Regions from separate parts of the Mus musculus genome. Here all the other regions are linked to region 3. Evidence: chromatin contacts called from public Hi-C and HiCAR-type data. All regions are on one chromosome and are shown on one strand. Each heading gives the region's core, a stretch centred on a gene start, on an enhancer-like site or on the middle of the called end of the contact. The rest is flanking DNA. Distances are from core to core; before and after follow the strand shown.

What was found. A called contact is a pair of places that touch in the nucleus more often than the background predicts. HiCAR-type assays count read pairs that join an accessible place to other places.
Region 1: a HiCAR-type map of astrocytes shows a contact between it and region 3, with 4 times the contacts expected there. The contact joins the promoter of Lmx1a here to the enhancer-like site in region 3. A contact is called at or near these places in 1 of 39 promoter capture datasets (embryonic stem cells) and 6 of 115 datasets of contacts at active chromatin or transcription factors (astrocytes, embryonic forebrain, embryonic stem cells and 3 more).
Region 2: a contact with region 3 is called in a Hi-C map of neural progenitor cells, with 2.1 times the contacts expected there. The contact joins two enhancer-like sites. A contact is called at or near these places in 1 of 15 datasets of contacts at CTCF or cohesin (pro-B cells), 5 of 484 Hi-C or Micro-C datasets (cerebellum, cochlea, cranial neural crest and 2 more), 4 of 115 datasets of contacts at active chromatin or transcription factors (astrocytes, embryonic stem cells, neural progenitor cells and 1 more) and 1 of 9 other capture datasets (embryonic stem cells).

What each region holds. Positions count from the first base shown.
Region 1 is chr1:167,688,066-167,691,426 of GRCm38.p6, forward strand. Lmx1a (LIM homeobox transcription factor 1 alpha) reads left to right here and starts at 1,493. Exons shown (of 8, transcript NM_033652.5): 1 at 1,493-1,785. The coding sequence starts at 1,710.
Region 2 is chr1:168,212,816-168,215,711 of GRCm38.p6, forward strand. All of the region lies in intron 2 of Pbx1 (pre B cell leukemia homeobox 1), which reads right to left. Among named protein-coding and RNA genes, the nearest start is that of Gm51671, 130 kb to the right of the region's middle. Within about 2 kb of position 1,501, at least 56 of the 459 cell types and tissues checked have an H3K27ac peak or open chromatin away from gene starts, as enhancers often do. A contact at or near this core is called in neural progenitor cells, where this site is marked.
Region 3 is chr1:169,484,098-169,486,957 of GRCm38.p6, forward strand. No RefSeq gene overlaps it. Among named protein-coding and RNA genes, the nearest start is that of Gm34535, 23 kb to the left of the region's middle. Within about 2 kb of position 1,389, at least 49 of the 459 cell types and tissues checked have an H3K27ac peak or open chromatin away from gene starts, as enhancers often do. A contact at or near this core is called in astrocytes, forebrain, neural progenitor cells and 1 more, where this site is marked.

The sequences.
Region 1 (3,361 bases), core at 243-2,742, 1.8 Mb before region 3:
GAGGGAGCCTGATTCAAGGTTTGGCCATGGGTCCCATTATTGCATTTCCCAGCAGTGAAGTAGTTTCAGCCAGAAACGGTGAGTTGAGTTTTAAGCCAAAACAAATTTGTAAGTTGCAGGAGCAAGTGGGTGAATGAAAATCCGAAGAGCTTGGAGCTTCTGGTGCCAGAGTTCACAAAGCAGAGAGGATTGGGGTTGGGGGCTCTAGGCGATCCCCGCGACCTCCAGGTGTCTGAGGTTAGTCATCACTTACGGTGCAGATCCGAGAGCAACCGGATCCCCATCCCGCCCGCGTGAAGTCTAGGTGGCACGGATCTCTGCCGAGTCTGGGGTGTAGCTCCCCCGGGGCAACCGTTCCACGTGGAGAGAAGGAAAAGTTTGGCGCGTCCGGGAGGTCCGGGCAGCAGACTGGAGCATCAGGCTGTAGCCTCGCGGTGGGTCGAGCAGCCAAGCCGGGGAAACAGAGCACCGCGGGCCCCGCCACGGGACGCGCTCCCAGGCCCCCGCCCTGCGCACCCCACCCCCTTCCCGGGCCGCGCACGCAGCCAGCGGCCACTGTCAGAAACCGCCCGAGCCGCCTCGAAGAAGGCAGGGCGGACTTTGCACCCAGGACCCTGGGCCTCCGGTTCCACCGCCGATCTTGGAGCAGCCGCCTGGTTTCCCCTTCCCGGCTGCAGAGCGGCGCGTGTTGGCGGGACGTCCCGAGGAGGATCGGCGGCTTGAGGCCACGGCCCGGCCCCACTCCGGCGCGCCGAGGAGCGGAATCGGGGGCCGGCGTTCGCTCCTGCTCTCTCCCGGGTGCGCCGGAGTCCGGGCGGCTGCTCTGGCTGCAGCCTAGGGGACGCCTCCTCCCTCCGCCAAAGCTGCCCGGCGTCTCCCGGCCACTTCGCGCTGCTCCGGACGCTGGGCGCGAGCTCGCCCATCAGGTAAGGAAGGCTGCGGGGATCCTTAGGCTCCGGCTCGGGCGGGCGTGTTTCTGAAAGTTGATTTGAAATGCATCCAAGAGTGAACCGGGCCAGTCGCGGCTCCTCCCCAAGGCGACTCCTTTGCTCCTGCAGACGTTCCCGGCACTGGCCGACCGGCGGGAGGACCTCCCCGCGCGCCCCGCACGCCTACTCCCGAGCGCCCCCCCCCCACCCCCCAAGCAGAGCGCTGCGCCAGGAGTACGGAAGCAGGCGGGACAGTCTCCGAGTCCCTTACTCTGCCTCTCTCTAAGACAGGTGAGGGTCGAAAGTGAGTGGTGGTGCCACTGGGATATCGGACCTGGTTGGTCCCGGCTTGGCCCTGGCTCTGAGAGCAGGCGTACCCCCACCCCATCACACAGAGTACCATAGTTCTAGTGGTGGGATCCCTAGGGGCCACATTAGTATAGGATGGGGCGGAGTCGGTCTTGGAATGGGAAACCTGGGGACAGGGGTGGGGGTGGGGGTTAGGAGAACGCAGTTAGGGGGCGGAGGCCTTAGCACATAACGCGTTGACTTCAAGTGAAATCAGAGCCGTCCGAGCAGTTCACGGTGGCTCTTCTCTCTCCTCCCACCTTACATTTCCCTTGTCTGGACTCTACCCTCTAGGCTCATTCTTGTCGCCCTGGACACTGCTTCTGTCCTGTCCCAGGAGAGTGGCAACTGAGGGTGCGGAGTCCCAACAGGCACGGGAAGCTAGACTCAACCGTTCCTCCGCTCTACAGGTCCTCCTGGCTCACCCCGAACATGTTGGACGGCCTGAAGATGGAGGAGAACTTTCAAAGTGCGATTGAGACCTCGGCATCTTTCTCCTCTTTGCTGGGTAAGTGTTCAACCGCATGCTCCCTAGAGCATCCTCCTTCTGCCGGGGCCGGGAGCTCAGTACGTCAGGTCTCTGATACTGGGTTAAGCGACCAGACTAGCACCCTCTTCGCGCGCACACAGAGGTGCCCACAATCTCTGTCTTTCCGTGTCCATCAGTCCTTTTGAGTCGTCCCTACCTAAATACAACCATCAAGCCTCCCCAGGCTTCACGAGTTCAACATCGAATTCCCCAAAGCCTTGAGGGGCGGGCGAGCATGTTCACAAGGCATTTGAGTGGCAAGTGATTAATAATACCCAGGGCTGGATTTTTAATCACGGAGCTGATCGACGGCTCATAAATGCCACCGGTTTCTCAGAGGCCTGTGTCCTAGCATGAGAGATCCGAGGCCCAGAGCGCCCAGGTTCTTCTCTTCCCCCACCAACTGCAGCCCCAATTTTAGTATTGGGCATGGCCGAGAGGCTTTTCCGGGCTGGTGGGCAGCGCTGCGCTGGGATTAGCTTGCACGGCGGGGCCCTTGCCTGGTCTTTAATTAACTGAAGCCGGACCCCTGTTCCGCAAGCTTGGTATCCCTCTACCCCCAACCCAGCCACTTCGAAGGAGCAGAGAATAGAGAGATCCAAAGAGTCATACCCATGGGTCTTTCAGAGTTCAGGCTTGTTTTGCCAGTGTCTCTTCAACTCTCCCTTTGGAATTTTCAAGTTTGGAGAAAAAAATGTTTTGTTTTGTTTTGTTTTTAAATTTTCTTTCTTCCTGTGTTTCTTCCCGCTTCTTTCTGAAGGAGAGATTTTTCTTTTATTTAAACCTCTTGCCTCTTTCTCTAACTTTAGAACCAATAGAGTGGGGCTGAAAAAATTTCGATTATAGAAACCATGTCCAGAGAGAAATCGCCCACTCCACCCCAACAGTTCAGAGGAAACGAAATTACAAAACCCATGCCCTCTTCTTTCAACCTCCCTTTCGAAATTGTCAGGATTTTCTCCCCAGAGCAAGAAGGAAGACGCAGGCTAGAGCCTGTGTGCGGACTCAGGCACACTGGGTTTGGTTCTCTGCACCATGAGACCCGCGACCCATCCTATGGTTTGTCCCAACCATAGGATGGGGTGCTGAGACCAAGACAACAGAAATTTACAATTGAGAACGACCACTTTCTCCCCAGGCCTTCTTGCTGGCTTCCCACCACACAAAACGACCTGTCCAGCTTACAAAGCAGAAAGTGAGATTAGTGTAGTGGTATGGAGAAGGATCGTCCCTTTGGGACATCACAGACAAGAGTGTTCTTGTGGGACAAGGGCTTCTTTAAACGGTTGTGAAAATTGTCAACAAAGGCGGCCAAGTATTTCTCCCTTGCTTGTTGGGGGCAAGGGGGGGGGCTGGAACAAGACCCGAAGGGAAAAAGTCAAAAAGGTCAAAGGGTAGGGCAGAGAAGATTCTCTGACTGAGCTAAGAGGTTTGTTGCTCCAATCAGCGCTTCTGAGCGCAGAAGATCTAGAATTCTCTGGCCAGCACCCTTCTCAGGGTCTCTGCGCTCAGCTATTATTTTTCCCCATCTTGACGTTTCCTAATTATGAAAAGC
Region 2 (2,896 bases), core at 251-2,750, 1.3 Mb before region 3:
GCTGCAGGAGCAATGCAGAGGACAGTAGTGGCCTATTGTATAACAGTCCTTGCCTACCCAGACTGCAAGTTTCCACGGACAGTGCATTGGGATGCACTGATTCCTGGGTGGGTAAAGATTTACCCAGGTAGAAGTGGGGTGGGCAACAATAAAGGAGCTTAATTTTTACATGGTAAATGCTCTAATTGAATACTCATTCAGAGGAGATTGGGTTTGCCAAGACTCATCACAATTGCTTTACAGACATGTAAAGAAAGGTTCTACCAGAGATTTGAAAATAAGAGAATGAAAAGAAGAAGAAGAAGAAGAAGAAGAAGAAGAAGAAGAAGAAGAAGAAGAAGAAGAAGAAGAAGAAGAAGAAGAAGAAGAAACCCAGAAGAACCGTCCTCCGTCCACACACACATTGCACCATTTCAATTATACTCTACTCATGAAAGTAAACTACACTGGACAATGTGCAAGAAGTAGGCACAAATAGGGGAGCACTTTGTTGTGCTATAGTACATAGGAGGTGATTGCTCTGATGGTCTTGGGGTGCACGTGTGTGTTTGAAAAAGGCAGAGAATCTTGCAGGTCTGTATTTCTTCCCAGGACAAGATTTCAAGATACTAGTACAACAACAACAACAACAAAACAAACAAACTGAGGTATTTGGATTCACTGACCCGGAAATTGTTCAGCTAGTCAGTTAAAAAAAAAATGCCGCCAGCTTTAAAGAAATAAGCGATACGGCTAACAGAAGTGACACTTCCTATTTATGGCTTGAAGTCAGTACTCTGGTGAGCTGGATACAAAATGCTTATTTAAAAGCTCCTTTTTATCTCTCTAGCACCATGCAAGACTCAAATGAACCTTTCACTGGGACACCAGAGATGTTAACACTCGTCCTCCAAGATCCAATTTCAACCAGCCGAGCTGTTACCTAATCCTGCAGCCATCACATATGATCAGGTTCCCGCCTCCCTGATGGGTGCCCAGCACCCCCTCCCTCCTTCCTTTCCCTCTCCTGCCCAACAGCTTTCCCTGAAACTGAGCTTTAAGAGTCCCCTTGCCTGTGCATGCTGGTCATACAGGGTCCCAACAGCCCCACTGGCTGTACATAACACCAAGATATTTATCCTTGTTAGCTAATAATTCTTAAAGGGGTTTCCTACTCACAAATCACTGCCTCCCATTCCAATCACGACAGAGACCAGTCACGACAGGTAAGTGATTTATACAGAGGTTGTCACAGCCTTCAGAAAACACCTGAAGTCACATCAGCTGCTATCACTTGCCCTAGGGTTAATCCGGTGCTAAAACTCCAGCGATAAGGAGACTGTCACAGCCTGATTGGAGCAGCCCTCACAACTGGCCTCCTGCTGTTCATTCTTTATTTATTTTCTTCACACAAGGAGAAAAACAAACCAAACCCAAAGGCACATTCAAGAGAGCCAGTGGGAGGTCTGTGCAAAGGATTGTTTTGTCCTTGGCTGAGCAACACAGCTCCAGAGTCGCTCCTGGCTGATGCCCACTAGAGGGCACTCTCTCCCCACCGAGGACTTGTTTAAAGAAGGGTCCCATAGCTACCAACATCTCCATGGAGCTGGGGAATTGGGATCTACTCCGATTTGAGATTCCCAAATGTGGGCAGACAGGGAGGAGGGCATATTAGCAGAAGGCATTGTTTCAGGCTATGGAGTGAAGCTTGAGACTCGCTCAGCTGAGCAAGATAAAGAGATGGTTGGAGAAGGGACATAAGACTTAGGGAAGGCTTGAGGAAGTCTCTTCATGGTTTCAAGGTACCAAGGCAGAAGAAGGTGCCAAGCCCAAGCCAGGCAGAGCTCTGAAGCCAGTGGAGAAAGAAGTAACCTGCCCTTGTACTTCTAGAAAGTGAAACCATTCATCCGCTGGGACCCTTTGTGCACATTGAATTGTGTCACCTGATGACAGAAAGCACACGCTCTGCTAGCACACTTACAGATTATAAAGGTACAGAAACTTGGCTAAAACAAGGCAGGCTCCTGCCACCAAGATCGAGAGCTCCTGGAAGCCAGTGGTGACATGGTGATCTCCCATGATCTCCCGGATCATGTATTATGCACCTCTTCGGGTCTTTTCAGCGCTCTTGTGCACAGCAGCCAAGTAGGATGTAGAACTATGGCGTCTTAGGCATCTGTGTCCTGCCACAGCTGGTTCCTGACACGTGCCCCACCCTCCGGTTGTAAGTTGTACAGAGAGAACACGTTTGCTCTCCCGTCTCTTCCAGTGCCCATTTCCCAAAACTCAGATCTGCCTTTCATATGTGGCCATTCTAAACAAGCAATGCTATGCTGACATTAAGGCAATGGCTCTCTGTGTGAGGGAGAGTCACCCAAGCACAGGACTGGTATCTGTGAAGGGTTCCCCCGAGGCCTAAGAGTACACCAAACTGCTTTAAGCTTTGTAGAACACCTCCCCCCTTCCCAACCCCTTACTCCTCCACCCCGACCTTTCAGGTTCTGTCATTTCCTTACAGGCATAACCATCCACAAACCGGTGGACACTTCTCCAGCTGGAAAATGACTGTGCTATGAACTGATTCTTCTAAACAGTGTCGGGACCCACATCTTCCATTCCTTAGTAGCCTGAAGCTTGGGGTTGTACTTATAGGCGCTCTTCCCCCGAAGTGCTCAAGCCTCTTCCGTCTTTGATGGAAAAGCTGTCTGGGTGAGTTATTTTAAAGAGTCGTCTATCAAGTAAATGGAAATGATTAACCATTTGATTCCCCCAGTTTCACAATCCAGCATTACAGGCAGCTGCCAGACAACGGTTGATGGATAGGCTCCAGAGAGCCCAGTACTGACGGAACTCAGACCTTAGAGGACCAAGCGGGAATCTTCCTGGCTGCTGGCCTAGAATGGCCTCTTCAGAGGGT
Region 3 (2,860 bases), core at 139-2,638:
TCCTTCCTTAAGAAAGTTCTGCCATGAGCTGGTGAGATGGCTCAGAGGTTAAGACACTGCTCTTTCAGAGGTCATGAGTTCAAATCCCAGCAACCACTTAGTGGCTCACAATCATCTGTAATGAGAAAACAAATAAAGAACCTATGAGCTGGAACAGCTGGGACAAGTAGAGTCAGAGCAAAAGGGTGGAAGGGAAGGGTGGGGGTGGAAGAAGGCTCTGCCAATTAATGCAAAGGCTCTAACACTTAATGTTTATGTTGAGTGGGAAAACCCCAACTCTCAGGAAGAGCTGTGTGAGCCTACACTTATTTCCTTCTCCAGCTGTCTGTGGTTTATATAATTACGAGAGGAGAAAAGCTGAAGGAGTAGGAAGACGTGATGTCTCCAGCTCCATTGGATGTCTGCATTTCACCTGGTAAGCAACAGCTAAAGTCTTTTCAAGGATTGTAGGGTCTCTTTTTTTCTTTCTTCCTTTCATTCTCTCGTTTTTATCTTTATTTTGTTGTTTGAGACAAAACCGCATGTAGCTGGCCTCAAAGTTAGTGTGTAGCCAAGGCTGGCCTTGAACTCCTGATCTTCCTGCCTCCACTTTGCAGGAGCAGGGATTCCAGATGTGTGCCACATGGCCAGCTTATGAAGCCCATCTTTAGAAACAGCATGGGATGCTTAAGAGGCAAAGGAGAAGGTGAAGACATGTGCCTGCAGCAGCCAGAGTTATGTCAGAACAAAGACCGAATTCAAGCTCTCCCGGGTGAGCCCCAGCTGGGGTCTCTTTCTTCACTATCCCAGCATGCTTAGGGTTGGGAAGTCACTAGATGAATGTCATTATCTTCTCAGTGGTTGTACAGAGTTGTATGTAGCATAAGCAGAGAGGAATAAGAAAATTTAATTTGCTAATTAACACACTTGGGCTGTCTGCAGCTACCCAGTCCAAGTGCAACAGGGCTTCTTTAAAGAATTAGAAAGTATAAGAAAATGACTTATGGAAATGAAAGTTTATTTCCAAAGTTTATTTCGATATATCAATTGGAGTCGCCATAGACATAGAATTTGGTAACTCACCTTCAATGCCTTCTCATTAAGAAGCTAGAGGGAAAAGCTTGGAGAGGCCAAGAGAGCAAAGTCTCTTCTGTAGAGGCAGCCAGATGTTTCCTCTTCTGCCGAGTCCTGTCTAATCTTAGCCACCTGCTCACTCGTTACGAGGCACAGGGACTCTTGCTTTCCCATTGCCTGCATAGAATGCTGATTCTGTACAACAGAGTCACTGTTACTCAGTTAAAATCGTCTTAGATCCATAAAAACCAGTTCATTGTATGTGAGCTTTCCTCCCTGAGTGTGTTCCAAGAGTGCCCCTCAGGACGTCTCTTCCTTCCAGTGCATTCTGCCAAATGCGTGCTAATTACCTCTCTCCCTAGGAAGAGCCTCTCTGTTTGTCTGTTTGGTGCCACAACTCAGACTTGCTGGATTGTGTCCATGCTCAGGCGACAGCGGGGCATTTAGCCATTCTCTCAAGAAGATGTGCTTATTGCAATTGGACTGGAAAATAAATTCCTCACACAGCATTGAAACACTCCTCAGTTTATTTTTTTCTTTCTTCCATGAATCATTCCCAAGCTCCTATTATGCGCCAGGCACCAGATTTGGCTCTGGGATTATAAGGCTCAACCAAAGACTTGGCTCCTGTGGAAGCTACTTACTCATTCAGCAAATCCAATAGTGGAGGACAATAGGAGGTGTGGTAAGTGGTATGTGATGACGTCACAGCCAGTCAGCATAGATGAGCATAGAGATGGCTTCTGGAGAAATCATACTTAAACTACAGAGTAGTGAGCAAGAAAGAAAACTGAGTGGAGTGTGTGTATGTATGTATGTATGTGTGTGTGTGTATATGTATGTATATATATACATGTATGTATGTATATATATATATATATACATATATATATATTTGTGTATGTGATGACATGTTTATGTGTGTGTATGTGTTTGTGTTGTATAAATGTATGCATATATTTGTGTGTGCATATGTATTGAGATATGTATATATATCATAAGATATATATGTGTACGTATATATCATAAGGAAAATAATAAAACTCAAAACTCAGATACATGGATATTTAAGGAGATTGTGGAGACCTAAGTGCATTCGACTTTTTGTCCCGTGACAGATAGTTGGGAGAAATAATTTAAAAGGGAGAAAGATCTATTCTGGCTCCAGTTTCAGTCCACCATGATCAGTGGCTGGGTAGCTTTTTCTATGGGAAAGCAGCAGGCATACATTCTGCAGGATACTGGTTTGAAGGCTGACCCCTGCTGTGACAGTACTCATCAAGATGCATTGCCCAGCAGAAACTAGCACCTTCCACTGACTACTTCTACTAAGCTCAGAGCATCTTTCTTCCCAGGGAGTGCATTCAGAGGAGGAGGTATCTGTCTTCAGCACCTGGTTCATTTGATATGAGATCTAAACTGAGTAATGGAAATCACTTTAATTCCTCCCAAGTCCTAGGCCTATTCTGTAAGCCATCCTGTGCTGAAGTTCAAGAACCCACATAACGGGTGGCTAACACTTCTTGTTTTAAGACGTTAAGCAACAAGTTAACCGCACATTTTATCTACTACAAAAAATGATTCTGAAGATTTTCCAGTTTCTTTCTAAATCAGGCTTGAGGGTGAGTTCCACCAGCTCTAAGGTTCACACACTGTGTCAGTGCTGAAGCCACACACACACTGGGGACAGGATTGTCCCCTAGCCCAGACCTTTTGAAACCTGGCTAGATCCCTCCCATCACTGGACAAATCCTTGTTACCAAGGAATGCCAGGGAACTTCAAAAATCTGGAGCAAGCAAATGTGGT